Regions from separate parts of the Mus musculus genome. Here region 2 is linked to region 1. Evidence: chromatin contacts called from public HiChIP or PLAC-seq data. All regions are on one chromosome and are shown on one strand. Each heading gives the region's core, a stretch centred on a gene start, on an enhancer-like site or on the middle of the called end of the contact. The rest is flanking DNA. Distances are from core to core; before and after follow the strand shown. Region 1 holds the start of Zfp30 (zinc finger protein 30). Region 2 has its middle 19 kb from the start of Gm38982.

Evidence for each region. HiChIP or PLAC-seq counts read pairs in DNA pulled down with a chosen protein or histone mark.
Region 2: an H3K4me3 HiChIP or PLAC-seq map of embryonic stem cells shows a contact between it and region 1, with 32 read pairs. The contact joins the enhancer-like site here to the promoter of Zfp30 in region 1. A contact is called at or near these places in 7 of 39 promoter capture datasets (the 3T3-L1 cell line, the C10 cell line, cranial neural crest and 4 more) and 2 of 115 datasets of contacts at active chromatin or transcription factors (both in embryonic stem cells).

Annotation. Positions count from the first base shown.
Region 1 is chr7:29,782,634-29,785,570 of GRCm38.p6, forward strand. It overlaps Zfp30 (zinc finger protein 30), which reads left to right and starts at 1,335. Exons shown (of 5, transcript NM_001360208.1): 1 at 1,335-2,268.
Region 2 is chr7:29,573,275-29,576,241 of GRCm38.p6, forward strand. It overlaps 4930432E11Rik. Among named protein-coding and RNA genes, the nearest start is that of Gm38982, 19 kb to the left of the region's middle. Within about 2 kb of position 1,542, at least 12 of the 459 cell types and tissues checked have an H3K27ac peak or open chromatin away from gene starts, as enhancers often do.

The sequences.
Region 1 (2,937 bases), core at 85-2,584:
AGAATTAAATTAACTATAACTCATTAAGAATCTATGCATATGTGCTGTTGAGACTAAATTAAACGGGCTAAAGGAAAGCTCTTTCTAACATAACTCTCTTAGGGTTTTATTGCCGTGAAGGGACACCATGACCAGGGCAACTTTTATAAAGGAAAACATTTAATAGGGGCTGGCTTGCAGAGGTTCAGTCCACCATCGTCCTGCGGGAAAGGTGGAGGCTTGCAGGCAGATGTGGTGTACCTTGGGCATATGTGACCTCAAAGCCCCGCCTCTACGGTGATGATACACTTCCTCCAATAAGGCCACACATAAAATCACTACTTGGCATGGGCAAGCATACAAATGCATGAATCTATGGGGCCATACCTATTCAAACCACCACAAGAACATAAGAATAACATGAAAACCCAATCGATTATTCTTTCAGAGAAGCCCATACTGCGATTTCAGGTGCCGTCATTCGGAGCCCCTCTCCTCATGCTAAAGCCTAAAACCCCAAGCCTAAAATAATAAAATAAAATAAAAAGCCGGGTGGTGGTAGCGCATGCCTTTAATCCCAGCACTTGGGAGGCAGAGGCAGGTGGATTTCTGAGTTTGAGGTCAGCCTGGTCTACAGAGTTCCAGGACAGCCAGGACTATACAGAGAAACCCTGTCTCGAAAAAACAAAAAAAAAAAACCAACAACAAAACAAAACAAACAAACAAACAAAAAACCCACAAAACAACAGCCACAACAAAAACTCAAGCCTGCTTTGTTAAAAGAAAACCACGTCCGAAGTGGTGGTGCACACCTTTAATTCCAGCACCACGGAAACAAAGGCAGGTGGATCTCAGAGTTCCAGGCTAGCCTGGTCTACACAGATTCCAGGCTAGCAAGGGCTGCATAGAGAGAGTTTGTCTCAAATAGAGATTTAAGAAGAAAGAAAAACTGGTTAAAAAAAAAAAGAAAAGAAAAAGAAAAAACTCAGGTAGAGGGCGGGGGTGTGGTGGTGTGTGCCGTTAATGTCCACATTCAGGAAGCTTACTGGAGAATCACTTCAATTTCAAAGTCAGCCTGGTGTCCACAGAGAAAACCAGGGTCATTTAGAGAGACCACAGCTTTAAAAACAAACAATAGATGCCCAAACTAGTATAAGTGGTTCAGCCAACGCTCCACGCTGGACCTCAAAGCATCTGGGGGTTAGTTTGTTCAACGCCAGAGCTACTGCTGTAGGCCTAAAGACTTGGCCATTTCTGCCCAATCCTGGATCCTGGAACCAAACTCCCTCTGTCCAGGCCTGCACAAGATGCTACCGAAGGCTCCCCGCCTCCCTGCGGCTCCCTTGTGCGCATGCGCATTGAAGCAGCGAGAAAGAGACACACACAGCCCCACCTCCAACCCCCTTCCCCTGACCAAGAGCTAGGGGCCTGGCTCGCAGCCTCCGCGGGGCTGGAAGCCCAGAACCTAGTCAAAGAAGCTAGTGGCAGTCGGACTCTCAGGCTTGAGATCTGATGTCCCAGAGCCTTCAGTACCACGGTCCCGTCCGTAGCACTTTGGTGCCGCCGCTGCAGCGCTGACCGCGCTGGCAACCCACCCTCCCGGGATACCCGTCAGCTGGGTGGTCCCCGGTCTCGTGCGGCCTACGCTCTTCTCCGGGGACCCGCTCTGAGGACCCCTGGGACTCAGGTGGCCCGTTCGTGGGTACAGCTGCCGTGCTGACGCGCTGCACCTAAACCCCGGCCTGGCTGTGGACAAGGACCGAGAGGGAAGGCGGGGGCCGCGACTTGCACGGTGGAGATACCCTGTGCAGAACCTTAGATTCCCGGCGGGCCTGGGGAGCAGAGAACCGGGGGACACCTCGGACCTAAGGCTGGGCAGCCCCGGACTGGTAACTGGTGAAGCAGAGTGGCCGAAGCAGCAAACTCGGGCACGGGTGACTGTGGGCTGCTGTAGTCTATCTCGCTTGCTGGGATCATACGGATGGGGTCAGCCTGGAGCCCTGAAGCTTGGAAGGGGATTCTGATCAATTTCAGAAAAGCGTAGGGGTGAGGCCAGAGGACGTGGTGGCATACACCTGACTTCTCGGGATTTGGGAGGTGGAGGCAGGGGGAGTAGGCGCTCAAGGTCATTCTCTACTGCCTAACGTTGGGTTGCAAGAGAGAAAAAGAAAAGAGAAGAAGAAGGAAAGAAGAGAAAAGAAAAGAAACAAGGCCTGGAGTGTCTGCCAGTCTTCAGAAGAGACCCTAGAAGCCAGCAGCTACTACTTCTGTTTAAAACAGAGATTATGTGTGAGTTTCTAGAACTTCTGTGTTCCTGTGAAATGCTTGAGTTTTTGTTTTTCGTTTTTGGTTTTTTGTTTGTTTGTTTTTGCTGTTGTTGTTGTTGTTGTTTTGAGTATGGATTTTTTTAATTTCCTTCCCTTTGAAAGACGTTTGTGAAAATGTTTTATTCAACTGTGAGTGGTGTCACTGCCACTCCACTAGGACCAAGTGTTCAAGGCCAGCCTGGGTTACATTGAGACCCTGTCTTTAAAAAAAAAAAAAAGCGAACTATTCATTGCTTTGGGTCTGAGAATTTCCCTGCATTTTCAGTGGGCAGAGACTTAATCAGGATTCCTCTTTGAGTGCGCAGCGCCTGCGGTTCTATGGTTATGTAGCACCCACGTGCTATACATTTAGATGTCCTGTTTTTCTTAGGATTCTCTAATACGGAAATATGTCTGCTAAAGTCTGATGTGTGATTGGTCAAGGACGAGCATGTATTTAAATGATTGAGGTGGTGGCTGGAGGGACCACTGAGGCATTTCCTCAAGCCCCTACACTTTTCGGGTTTTTTGTTTTGTTTTTATTTAAGATTTATTTATTTTATGTATATGAGTGTTCGATCTGCAACATCAGATCCCAGCATAGATGGCTGTGAGTCACGGTGCGACTGCTAGAAATTGAACTCAGGGCCTC
Region 2 (2,967 bases), core at 292-2,791, 210 kb before region 1:
TCTTCTTCTATTTTCTTTTACTTTCTATTCTCTTCTCTCTTGTTAATTTTGAAAATGTTTTTAAAGATTCATTTTTCTTTTATGTGTGTGTGAGTATTTTGCCTGCATGAGTGTGTGTGTGTGTGTGTGTGTGTGTGTGTGTGTGCAGTGCTTGCAGAGACGAGAAGCCCCTGGAACTAGAGTTACAGACAGTTGTGAGCCACCATGTGGGTTCAGGGAACCAAACTCAGGTCCTCTGGAAGAGCAGCCAGTGCTCTTAAGAGCAAAACTCCTCTCTTTCTCTCTCTCTCTCTCTCTCTCTCTCTCTCTCTCTCTCTCTCTCTCTCTCCCTCCCTCCCTCCCTCCCTCCCTCCCTCCCTCCCTCCCTCTCTCTCTCTCTCTCTCTCTCTCTCTCATTCTCTCATTTTCTTTCTATTTCTTTTTTTCTTTTCTTCAAGACCAGATCTCACTGTGTACCTTGGCTGTCCTGGAACTCACTCTGTAGACTAGTCTGGCCTCAAACTCACAGAGATCCTGCCTCTGCCTCCAGAGTGCTGGAACTAAAGGCGCGCACTAAGACCACTGCCACCACCAGCCCCACACCTTCTTTTAAAATGTTGTCTTACCCACTGCTCAGAATTGTCTTCCTTTCTTCATTACTTTTATAGCGAAGAAGTGGCAGATGATTTTTCTCTAAGTGACATACTGAAGGTTCAGGCACATGACTTGCAGGACTTGCATGGCTGTATAAAGGAGCGGCTAAATGAAGACCTGAGCTTGTCAAACAGAGCTGGCTCCCTTCGCTTTTCTATTGATTTGGAGAAGGACCTGGAGATGGCTGTCAAAGAATCACTTATGTCTGTGCCAGGCTCTAAAATGGTTGATGGGCTGAAGAAAAGAAGGAAACACATTCAGAACAAGACCAGGAAGATTGGTATTTATGGGATGGTCATGGGGTGATGGGTGGGACCTATCTGGGGCTAATAAGGCAAAAGGACATAAAAAGCAGCCCAGGGAAGTGGGAGGGTCTGGCTCACAGAAAGCAGTCTCCCCAAGCAAGCTCCCCAGAAACAAATGCCAAGGTCAAAGCATGGATAAAACCATTTATAAACTCTAACGCATCAGTCCTCTCTGCCTTAGTAGCTCTACTTAAAGTTCACTAAACTAGCTATCACAGAAAACCTCACAACCTCCACAGTTTCTTACTATTTTTCTCCAAATATCCCACAGTTAGAAGAACCCTGAAGATATCCAAGAGAAGCAAAAAGACAGACTTGCAAAAGGAGATTTTAGAGATTGCAGCGGAACCAAGAAAGGGCAGGAGAATTGTGCAAGTTGACACCAAGGATGGTTCCCTAATGCCAGAGCTGCCTCTTGGCTCTGACAAAATCCAGGAAGAAACCCAGGAAGCAACAGAAGTCAAAGAGGAATTAGTAGACAAAGGAGCCTTGGGAGTCAAAGGAACCTTGGCAGCCAAAAGAGCCTTGGGAGCCAAAGAGGCCCTGGGAGCTGAAGAGATCTTGGGAGCTGAAGAGATCTTGGGAACCAAAGAGGCCTTGGAAGAAGAGGCCTTGGCAACCCTGGGAGCCACAGACAAGGATGTGGCCCTTAAGCCAAAAACCCAGACTTACTTAAAGAAGCCTTGGAAAACGGAAAAAGAAAACATAGAACAAGAGGAGTCAAAAGAGGGTACTTCAGAAGCACTTAGAAAACTCCAAAAGAAATTACCACCTCCTACTGAGCTAGACAAAGACATGGGGATTAAAAAAAGTCGTGGAATAGGAGGGACTCCCGGGCGTATGATCTCTCACCAAGAGAGGAAGTCTTGGCGAGAGGATATTTGCCACCTTGTCACTTCAAGAATAGCAACTTCTCATCCAGGGATGGAAAGGGATCTGGGGAAAGAACTGGAGGACTTCGCCGATATGGTGCTTACTGACCAACCCAGCTGGGATTTCTTCACAGACCTATGTCCCTGGAGAAGGCTCTCATATACACAACCAAAAGAACCTGAGGCAGCCAAGCAGGAACGACCTGTTCGTAAAAGAAAGGTGCCTAAAAGAGCTATCAAGGGGGAAGTGACAACAGCTGCAGATCAAGAGGGAATAAGCATTCAGAAGAAACGTGATATTTCTCCAAAAGACAAGACAAAGAAGACAGATATCTTAGACAGTCACGAGATCTTAGAGAAAAAGAAGCCTAAAGTGACAGCAAGAAAACAAGGCAAAAGAAAACAGGAAATAATTGAAGACAAAAAGGAGTTGACAAAGCTCGAAGACAAAAAGAGATTGATGAAGTTCACTGAAACAAAGGAGAAGGGGAAGTTAGTCATAGAGGAAAAGCAACCAACCAGTCCAGAGAAGGAACCAGAGAAGGAGAAGTTAATCACAAAGAAAGAGAGAACAGTGCAACCAGAGCAAAAAACAAAGGAGAAGGGAAAGTTAAAGTTAATCACAGAGGAAGAGAAGTCAATCCGTCCAGAGAAGGAACCAGAGGAGGAGCCAGAGGAGGAACCAGAGGAGGAACCAGAGGAGGAGCCAGAGGAGGAACCAGAGGAGGAATCAGAGGAGGAACCAGAGGAGGAGCCAGAGGAGGAACCAGAGGAGGAACCAGAGGAGGAACCAGAGGAAGAACCAGAGGGGGAAACAAAGGAGGAGAAGAAGAAGTTAATCACAGCAAAAATGAAACCAACCCATCCAGAGGAGGAAACAAAGAAGGGGAAGAAGAAATTAATCCCATCAGAAAGGAAACCAACCCACCCAGAGATGGAAACAAAGGAGAAGTTAATCACTCCAGAAGAGGAATCAGCTAGTTTAGAGGGGGAACCAGAGAAGGAGACAAGGAAGTTAATCACAGCAAAAATGAAACCAACCCGTCCAGAGGAGGAAACAAAGAAGGAGAAGGGGAAGTTAATCCCATCAGAAAGGAAACCAACCCACCCAGAGGAGGAAACAAAGAAGGAGAAGGGGAAATTAATCCCATCAGAAA